Linked DNA regions of Mus musculus: region 2 is linked to region 1. A link is a contact called in public Hi-C data. All regions are on one chromosome and are shown on one strand. Each heading gives the region's core, a stretch centred on a gene start, on an enhancer-like site or on the middle of the called end of the contact. The rest is flanking DNA. Distances are from core to core; before and after follow the strand shown.

The links. Hi-C and Micro-C count contacts between places; a contact is called where the count stands out from the background.
Region 2: a Hi-C map of bone marrow-derived macrophages shows a contact between it and region 1, with 2.9 times the contacts expected there. The contact joins two enhancer-like sites. A contact is called at or near these places in 1 of 15 datasets of contacts at CTCF or cohesin (CD8 T cells), 13 of 484 Hi-C or Micro-C datasets (the Patski cell line, Th2 cells, bone marrow and 9 more) and 2 of 115 datasets of contacts at active chromatin or transcription factors (bone marrow-derived dendritic cells and bone marrow-derived macrophages).

Annotation. Positions count from the first base shown.
Region 1 is chr2:69,363,412-69,368,569 of GRCm38.p6, forward strand. No RefSeq gene overlaps it. Among named protein-coding and RNA genes, the nearest start is that of Dhrs9, 14 kb to the right of the region's middle. Within about 2 kb of position 2,085, at least 2 of the 459 cell types and tissues checked have an H3K27ac peak or open chromatin away from gene starts, as enhancers often do. A contact at or near this core is called in bone marrow-derived macrophages, where this site is marked.
Region 2 is chr2:69,425,908-69,431,065 of GRCm38.p6, forward strand. Lrp2 (low density lipoprotein receptor-related protein 2) reads right to left here. Exons shown (of 79, transcript NM_001081088.2): 76 at 4,356-4,457; 77 at 2,686-2,814; 78 at 64-135. Among named protein-coding and RNA genes, the nearest start is that of Gm36393, 23 kb to the left of the region's middle. Within about 2 kb of position 2,429, at least 2 of the 459 cell types and tissues checked have an H3K27ac peak or open chromatin away from gene starts, as enhancers often do. A contact at or near this core is called in bone marrow-derived macrophages, where this site is marked.

The sequences.
Region 1 (5,158 bases), core at 835-3,334:
TCAGAGATACCCGTCAATTAACAGCCTAAGCTGTTCCCTCTACTGGCTACCCCTAAGAATAGCTTTCCCTTTCCTCCCGGTTTTGGGACTCCACTTGACTTTGACTACCAGGACCATAAGCCTAGAAGTTTCAAGTATACCCAAGATAAAGAATTTTCCCAAATCTTCACTTTGCCTTCTGTCCCTAGTCTGTCTACCCTAGCAATGGCAGACTGCAAACTGCTGCAAACTGGCCAGTCCTCAAAGGAGCTTCTGATGGAATTTCTGATCAACCTAAGCCCCTGCATCCCAAAGGGTTAGAAAGCAGCCTACATGTCACCAGCCCCAGGGGGTCCCTCAGAACCTGGATGGCCAGTGAAACAGAGATCACCAGGCCTGCACTCTTCTCTCCCTTCCTAGCTTTGACTAGAATATCAGCCTTCATTGGATCCCAACATCAAAAGTTCAACCAAGAAGTAATTAAGTTGCCCCTTACCATCAACAACAAGCTGGAATGTTAGATCCAAAAGAAAACTCCAGGACAAAGGGCTAACTGTGGTCTAGTAGCTTACCAAATCACATGCTGGCCTCTGGGCACTCTCAGCAAGGGTCTGTACAGAGTCCCATGCTGGTATCCTGGCTCTTAGATCTTTTCACCCTGTCCCTACCCTCAATGTCTCCAGACCCTGAGCTTTGCTGCCTTTCCTCCAGCTCCTAATTTCCTACACAAGCCATGTGCTCTCTCTTGGCTCTCTGCCCTCTGCTCTCTTAGTTCTCACCGCTGTCTTGGTCTACTCCACTCCCTTGTCCCTCTCTCTTCTCTTCCTCTCTCTTCCTCTCTCTCTCTCTCTCTCTCTCTCTCTCTCTCTCTCTCTCTCTCCTCTCCTAGCCCCAGTTCAATCTATTGACCATATTTAGTCTACTGTTTTCTCTCCCTGCTCTGGACTCTTCCAAGTGCCCCTGGCTATACTCTCCCTGGTATTTGCAATGAAAACCTTCTCAAATACCTTGGAATGTTAGGTCCTCATGTTTGTTCATCTGGTACTCAAAACCCTACCAAGGGACTTGGCCTCTCTTATAGAATCAAGCGGCTCATTTGGTTCTCCTAAGCCATATATGGATCGTTTGTTTCTGCTGATTTGATTCAGAAGAGCGATCATGCAGACCTTGTGACTCTCTTTATACGGCCATGACTGCTCCTAGGTATGGTGGAGGAGAAAGTTTGTTATAGACATGTGTGAGAACATAGATAGAGGCAGACACATCTGGGAGAGTCCAGAGTCATCATGACCCTGGGGTCATGTGGGGACTGGGACAGGGAGAGAAGAGAGAGAGCAGAGAGGGGAACCAGGATAAAGATACAAAAGGTGAGGATAGCCAAAATGGTTGGATTATATAGGGAAGAGAAGCCCAGCTACGTGGACTGAAAAGTTAAGGGTTGGGGAGGGTTTTGCCAGCTAGGAGGGTCCAGTAACTCCTGGGGACTGAGGGATTGCAGGGAGAACTTGGTGGCCAGTGTCCATTTTGATATGTTAAATAGGCACATCAGCCCGTTGTTCCAGGTTTGAACCCTACCAGTGAAGAGCATGTGGTCTGACTTGCAAGCTCTCTAACTGCTGGGTAGTTTGGGTTGCGCAAGCTGGGAAGTAGAGAAATAGGTTATTTGAGTGATCCAAGAAAATGAGGTCTGGCAGCTTATCTTGTTTTCCTGCTAGTGTACTTGGCAGGAAACAATCTCTTAAGGAGGTATGTATCAGATTATCATTTATTAATTATTGAAGTCAGTGAGATCACACCTTTCTCTGCCAATCTCATGCTGAATTTCAAATCCTGTTACTACATGGAAGCTGCATTTCTCCGAGAAGAAGAAGAAGAAGAAGAAGAAGAAGAAGAAGAAGAAGAAGAAGAAGAAGAAGAAGAAGAAGAAGAAGAAGAAGAAGAAGAAGAAGAAGAAGAAGAAAGGAAGGAGGAGGAGGAGAAGGAGGAGGAGGAGAAGGAGGAGGAGTCTATTCCTCTAGGAGACTTCCTCTGCAGAATCTGACCCTGCTAATGACTGCCTTCTTCCTGGCTTCATCCCAAGGCTACCTCAGCATTTTCCTGTAGCTCCTGGAACTGGCTTCACTTTCTAGTCCCTCCAGTCTTCATTCTCCCACTGAGAGAGTGGAAAGAGCACCTTCCCTCTCCTCATATTCCCTCTTCCTTGCCTCAGTGTCCTGGAGCCTTGAAGACAGGACTAGGACCTGCCCGGTGGGTGTAACTTTCCTTCCTAGCCAAATTCCCAGCTATGATGAGACCAGAGTTCCAGCTTCTGAGGTTATGCCCAGACTGTCTTCCTTTGTCCCCTCTCACCTAACTAGAATGCTCTGGTACAGGTCGGGGCTCCTTGTTCCCCTACAAGTTAGGAAGTTCCCTTTAGCTACCCTTTTGGAGAGCTTTTCTATATAATATCCATGCTTCTATTTTCCAGTTCCAGTTCCCCAAGCCTGGTGCTGACAGCAGTCATTCGCCATCTTCCTCTGCATGTGTTCTGTATGGCTAAGAAGGAAAGAATAATGAACTTCCATTGCTTTCCATGGATACACACCACCAGTCACTGTTTCTTGGCACAGAGAAACGCTATCATATCTCATCTCAATCTCCAACTCCTCTTCCCAGACAGACTTCTTTTCTAGAGATTATAATACTATTAAGACACTTCCCCATTTTCTCCCTTCTTTCTAACCCTTCCCATGTACCACCACCACGCTTTCACTCAAATTCATGCCCTCTTCTTTTAATTGTGATATACCCATATGTGTTGTGTGTGTATGTGCAAGTATGTTATATGTGTATGTATTTATGTATGTAATGTAAATATATAAATATAACCTGCTCACCATGTGTATTCATAAATAGATACATAGACTTTGCTCAGTCCAGATAATGTTGGTTGTATGTCTGTTTTCAGGACCTGTTTGATTCTGAGAAATGAACTGCTGTGGTCTTCCCTAGGGAAGATAATGTCTCCTGTTCCCAGCATTCCTTAGTTACCTGTAGTTCTTTGCCTAGCTTTGAGGACTTGTGAGCCTTTCCCCGTCCACATTAGGATGTCTATTGGCAGTATCCTTACACAGCTCATGTTTAGATAGCCATGTTGGTGGGACTTCATAGGTGTAGCTTCTCTGGTGTTTTCAGGAGACACAATCCTACACCAATTTCCTGTTCCCCTGGTTCTAACAGTCTTTTCCCTCCCTCTTCTGCAATGGTGCCAGAGCATTAAGTGCAGGAGCTGTGTTATAGATGGATCAGTTAGGACCTTACTCTGCAATTCTGCATTCTGCCAGTTTCTATAATGGTTTCTATCTGTTGCAAAAAGAACTTTACTTAATGAGGGCTGTGAACTACCTTATCTGTAGGAGTAAGGATAAATATTTTAAAATGTGGTAGGATTTTGCTGATTTAGTTAAGTGGTGGTTGTAAGTTCTCCTCCAAGATCTTTGACATCACTAGCCCCAGGTAGTTGGCTAGGTTTCCAGTACAAGACATGATTTCCCTCCTGTAAGTCCAATTAAAGAGCTATTGCTCACTGACAATGTGCATATGCCACTATTACATCCTTAGGGGTATCCTGCCAATCTGATCATTGTTGTAATTCAAAAGCATCACAGATTGGTAGAAATATTGTTTGTTTCCCTCCTTTGGGAACCTAAATAGTACCTTCTGACACCATGAAAGCCAGTCCTCAAGAAGGAAACTTTCAGGTCAGATCCAACTCAAATCTTCTGGGTCCTGTGTTCAAAGTCCATAGTGTCTTCAGCAATATGGATTTACCTTATACCTCTTGGGGAAGAGGGCTCAACAAAGGGCAATAGAAATTGTCTACAATGTTTTGGGAGTGTCTTGGACAACCCTGACCAACATTTCAAAAGAGAGATTTTTATGCCTGGTGTTGGGGGTTTTGTAAGATACTTGATAGCTCTTAGGATAGCACTGTCAGCTCAGATGAGAAAAATTGTTTATACATATATATATATATATATATATATATATATATATATATATATATATATCCTATTGCTCCCTACAATGGTCCCCTTTGGCTTTCTCAGTTTCTGAAGTTATCCAGATTTATACTTACATAAAAAACTTGGAGCTATCAACCTAAGATGAAAGGTAAAATTCAACATTTGTCTCTCTGGACTTGGTTCATCTCACTCAGTATGATCTTTCCTAGTTCCTTCCACCCATTTACCTGCAGATTTCACTAGAAAATAGAAAGACATCCCATGCTTATAAATTGGCAAATATATTATGAAAACAACCAATCCACCAAAAGCCATTTACAGATTCAATGCAATCCCCATCAAACTCCCCCACCTCATTTTTCACAGAAATGAGAAAATACAAAAAACACTGTCCTAGCATTCATATGGAACCACAAAAGACCCCAGATAGCCAAAACAATTTTCTGCAAAACAAACAGACAGGTTATATTACAGAGTGGAAGAAAGGAAGAAAGAAAGAAAGAAAGAAAGAAAGAAAGAAAGAAAGAAAGAAAGAAAGAAAGAAAGCGAGCGAGCAAAATTAAAGACCCAAACATGAGTGCCTGTAGCTACAGTCATTTAGTATTTGACAGAAACATACACTGGAGAAAAGAAAGTATCTTTGGGAAATCTGAATGTCCAGATGCAGAAGAATAAAAATAGGTTTGTATCTATAACCTCACAAATATTAAAGACCTAACCCTAAAAAACTGTAACAGGCAGGACTCTACGTGATATAGATGTAGGAAAGGACTTTCTGACTAGAACTTCATTTGCCCAAGAATTAAGACCAATAGTTGATAAGTGGGACTTTATAAAGCTTAAAAGCTTCTGTGTGGCTAAAGAAACAACTCAGTGAAGAGAAAAGGTATAGAATGGGAAAGAATCTTTGCTAAATGTATCCAGTATACATGAATAACAAAACAAACGTACAAAAAACCCCAAAGAGTCAAAACCACAACCCATTTAAAACGTGAGTTTTGGATCTAAAGAGAATTCTCATAAGATGAAAACTAGCAAAAAACAAAAACAAAAAACAAAAAAACAAAAACAAAAACAAAAACAAAAACAAACAAACAAACAAAAAACCCTAAAAAAAAAAAAAAAGTGTATCATCCCTAGCAATCTAGCAATTAGGGAAATACAAATCAAAACAA
Region 2 (5,158 bases), core at 1,179-3,678, 63 kb after region 1:
CAATGTGTGCCCAACCTAGCCAAACAATGAATGTCTGTACTTAGAACAGGGATTAAAAGTTACCTCTGCATAGATTGGATTTTCGAAGTTCGTTGTCTGCTTGGGTTTTCGTTTGAAGATATTCCATTTTGTGCCCTAAACAGAAAGAGGAGATGGACGGTTTTCAGTAATGGAGTTTTCTATTTTGTTTTCTTTATAGGTGTCTTTTCCTAGGTTTTTAAACTCTATTGAAAGCATATTAACTTAAGGGTGTGGGTTAAGTAGTATATTATTCAACTGTCCCTGTACAGTAGCTAAGACTCTCAGGTGTTTTTATGTAACAACTTCAAAATCTTTCCTCAATGTAAAATGTGCAGATGGAGAATCTGGACTCATGCCATCTAGAAGACTGCCATCTAGCCAGTCAGATACAGAGTATACAAGACACTAAGACAGAGGCAGACTTCTAGAGCAGCCTAGAAGCTCAAGGAAAACCCAAATTATGTCTCTTATTTCCAAAACTATGTCTTGGCCAGAATATCCCTCTCACTTCGACACATCCTCTATCATCACCACCACCACCACCACTATCACCATCACTATCACCATCATCTGCAACAACTGACATTTACTGAGTGTTTGCTGTGCATCGGGAATTGCTTTAAGGTTTGTGGGGTTGTTTTCATCTCAATAATCCTTTGATGCAGGTTTTTTTTGTTCCTCCTGTATGACACACTGAGTCACAGCAGGACAAATAGCTAAAGTGTGGTAGACTAGCAGAGAGGCCTATGTACTGAAGAACCCAAAGAGAAAACCCCAGTCACTCACACACCAGTGAGTTGGCCCCACCTTATGGAGTGGTTGTAGTGTTGGCCACCTGGTTAACAAGTTCCCCCTATGGAAGATCAAGTAACCCATGTGTTTTGCAGGATGGGTGGGAAATTTGGTACCAGGAGCACATGACTACGGAAGAAAGGCAAGACCACTCACCCAACCCACACATCCACTCTCTGTGTCACCAAACAGAGGAAAAAGGAGAAGGAAGTCAGAGCCATATGTTTGGAAATGTGAAGTTAAGTAGAGAAGGCCAACACCTTAAGTCATTGTCTTGGTCTGCAATAGCTCCATGCAACTAAGTAATTGCTAACAAGAGGAATATGGCCGTCCTCGTCTCTAAAGGAGATCCAATGTGTGTCCATGCAACTTGTGGGAAATGACAGGTTTGAGTGACGGGGTCTGAATTCTGAGTATTCTCTGTATATTTACTAAGAAATCTAAGCTTGAGAGACTCCTTTGGAAGTTCGTGTCCTCGGTGACCTAAGCAAGTGATTCTGCTGAGCCAAGTGACAATTTAGTGTCCGGGGGTCACAGATACAGGATCTCTGGACAGACGCTGGGGAGCAGAACTTGGAAGGTCTCGGCCTGGATCAGTGCAAGAACCAGTGGGCAGCACAGACGGAGGCATGGAGCTATGCTGCAATTGGCGAAGGTTGACTCGCATTCCCAACAAACCCCCATGCCCGTTCTGTTTCTGGGACCTGGAGTGGGGGGAGGGAACAGCTTCTTGCCACATTGCCTCTCCTTACAGACCAAGCTACCTCTAAGAAAGGTCCCTAAGATCGAGAATTGACTGGAAAGAAATGTTAAGAATAAAGAAGTAAACCAGACACTGCCTTGGAGTACAGCCAGACCTAGGGACTGAACATTTGATATTTCAAGTATTCTGGTGGCTGTGGAAAACAAATCTTCAATGTCCACTTTTAAATGTAGCTTAAGGAGAAAAAAAGTCCCTAGAAAAACAGTGAACCAAAATCTTCCTCTCTATGGTGTGTGTGTTTGTGTGTGTGTGTTTGTGTATGTGTGTGTGTTTGTGTTTGTGTATGTGTGTGTGTGTGTGTGTGTGTGTTTGTGTATGTATGTGTGTGTGTGTGTGTGTGTGTGTTTGCATGTCTATGCATGTGTACATGTAAGAGGTGATTTTTTTTTCTCTCAGCCACACTGAATTAAAGAACACACCACTGAGTTTCTCTGCACAAGGACCAGGAACATTTAAATGTCTCACAGTGTTTTTTATCCGGAAGTGCTATCATTTCCAATTTGCCCATGGATCCCCTTGTGAAGGGAACTGGTAAGGACTACAGTTCTCAGGGGTAAAATGAGTGTCTAGAATCCAGCATGTAGATCTGGGATAGCTAAACGCACGTTCTTTAAAGCTAGCAGCACACTGTCCATTTTATACAATTTCATTTCAAAGGTGCTTGTTAAACTGCATCCCAAATATTCTAGGATATGTGAAGATATAGCATATATGATAAAGAAAGATTCATCAAGCAGGACTTTTGTCTCCTGGACTAGTTTCCTTGGCACGGTAATACAGCAATGCTTGTGGGATGGTTGGATGGACAATTAGGTGTAGCTGGACACAGAGGACAAGGTAATAAAATTGTGCCACCTGGTGGTCGGCATTGGTAATGGTAGTAAGGCACTAAGAGCAACTTGGAAAGGTGCATTCTCTTTTATATGTATCCTCAGCACATTACTGTGCATGTTGTGTGAATGTCCCAGATTCTATGTCCTTTTCATGAAGACATACTAAATCTACAATTTTGTTTTCATTTGTATGTACGTAGTCTTCCGTGGATTAGCATCAACTCAGAAATGTCCAAGTTCTTTGCAAATTTCTTTTCATGAGTCAATTATCATTACCTGAGTTTCATCAGCTCCAGGGGAGGCTGGCTTTGGCTCTGGAACTATCTCAGAAGGATCTATGGACCTTCCATAGTTCTGGTTTTCCACATTTTCTGGTACAGTCACCTGTGAGCTTACTGACGGTCCCTACACGGTTTTGAAAGAAGAAATGAATATGTGAATAAGTAGATCTGGGTTCTGTTTGCCACCTTATCCCCCACAGACACAGTCACGTACCTTTTCAATCTGATAAGTGACACTAGCAGCTGTAAACTAAATGCCACTTCCACCTTCCCCAAATAAGTGCAACAACCACTAAGTCACCTAAGATATCAAATGTGGTAGGCGAGGACACCCCTCATTGCCACACACTCATTGATGTAACCCCTGCTACATTGTCTACACCCTTCATTCCCACCTTGACCATAATTTGTAATAACAGGTGTTCCAGTTGCATACTGGCAACCAAGTGCTAGCTAAGTAACAACACCAAGTAACAGCCACACAGACGCAGTGCACAGAATCCTCTTTGAATATTAAGGAAAAAAATGAGTGTGGTCAGGTGTGTAGCTACAACACTAATCCAAGCAGTGGCAGAGGCAAACAAATATCTGTAAGTTTGAGGCCAGCCTGGGGTACACAGTGAGACTATGTCTCCAAAGATAAATAAATAAATAAATAAATAGCAAAAGGAATAAAATGAGCAAATTTGAGGACTACCTAAAAGAGGATGAATTTTAAAAAACAGTAAGCAAACAGCCTTAATACTTTTCTATTTTTTGTCAAATTCACATAATTACGCAGCTATTCTTTAAACCCATATCACCCTGAATAGATATTACAAGGAAGTCAGTATACTCCTTGTATTTTACATTCTCCATTTTGTTTGTATGCATGGCCTCACTTTATTTCATGTGAAAAATACCAGACAAGATGTCATCTCTATCCCACGATACATTATCAAAGAGCAGACGAGACTCTTTCAAGATTCAAATCTTTTTGCTCTTAAGAAAGAGCTCATTTTGAAAAATATTTCTATCACTTCATATTAAAATATACTATATGTTGAATCGGAAATCACTAGCAAACACTGATAGCTCTTTCCTGTAGCTGCATAGACAAAGGAAGGACAGGCCAAAAGCTGATGGATCGGGAACCAGCGCTGAGCCATTAGTCCAGGCTAATGGAAAGCACCTGCCTCTCCTTCCAGCTTCTCTTACAGGTACAGAGTAATAAGCCTTCGGAGCAAATCTTAACTTCAGACCTCTATACTCTTCAGAACAGGCCGTCCCTCTCACTTTAGCCCTCTCAGATAAGCAGCCTCATAATACCGTCTCTCAGCCATTCATTTATGACATAGTTCCCTGTTTCTGTCATAGGGCCCTATGTCTCCAGGATCTCTAATAGACTCATACCCCTTGCTCTGGCACGGGTGACTAGGAATGACTGAGAACAGTGAACACCCCCCAGCATGGCTGCTAAGCCTCACATCTCTGCCACGACACAGGGCTCTGACTATTCCCAGGGCTGTATCCGGGCGCAGCTTCGTGACTGTGGATGGTGAAGCTGAGATGCAGGCCACTGTGCTTCCTCCCATTAGGAGGGCAGGTTAGAGGCCTGCATTCTGCAACACAGAAAGACCCAGCAACCACGATGGCTAAAAACAGATCGTGGGACAGACATCTCACCTGCACTGCCAGGCCCACTTTGGAAGTACTGTCTTTGGCTGCATACATTGGGTTTTCAAATATCACAGGCTGCTTGCCTACCTCCATGACGAATTGTTCATTCTGGCGGGAGGAGAGAGAGAGGTCATACCCATTGATCTACTTCAGACAGAAAGGCATCTCCCTCATACCTGGATGTACACCAGACACCTTCACAAAGCCACCCAAAATATGAGGTCTTAGAGAGGGTAGGCGGGAGAAAGTAGCCTCAGAGACCCAGGGGCATCTAAGTAACAAACTATTGTTTCTTCTAGTAAAAAATGAACTAAGGCATCTGCTCCAGAAAGCACAAATCCTCTTCCTATAGCTGAATCCCTCTGGCCCTTTAATGGACTTAATGCACTTGGGCTGGAATACTGAAGAAGAGGGAGGTAGTGGAAGAAGATACAGGGAAATAAGGCAGCATGGAGAACACTGTTCTTCCAGGCAGAGGTGACTGGAGGTGGAGACAAAGCACTGGAAATAGGTTTCTAGATTACAGAAAGCCCCCATGAGGTCAAAGCTGTCCTAGACCCATCCCAGACTGTGCCACCTGGCTCTCATAAGAGGTAGACAAGTCCCTGTTCTATACACGGAGCGAGAAAAAGTCAGCTCCTTGCCTATCCTTGAATAACTGTTACATGGTAGAGCCATTTTCCTTCAAAGGCCTACAGAGCACAGACTGTATCCATGCTAGTGTCCCCAAGGTCAGCTTTATTTCTTGTAAGAAGAGTTTCTTCCATCAATTAGCGTAAGTGAAAGCCTTCAACTGATCCCACGGAGGC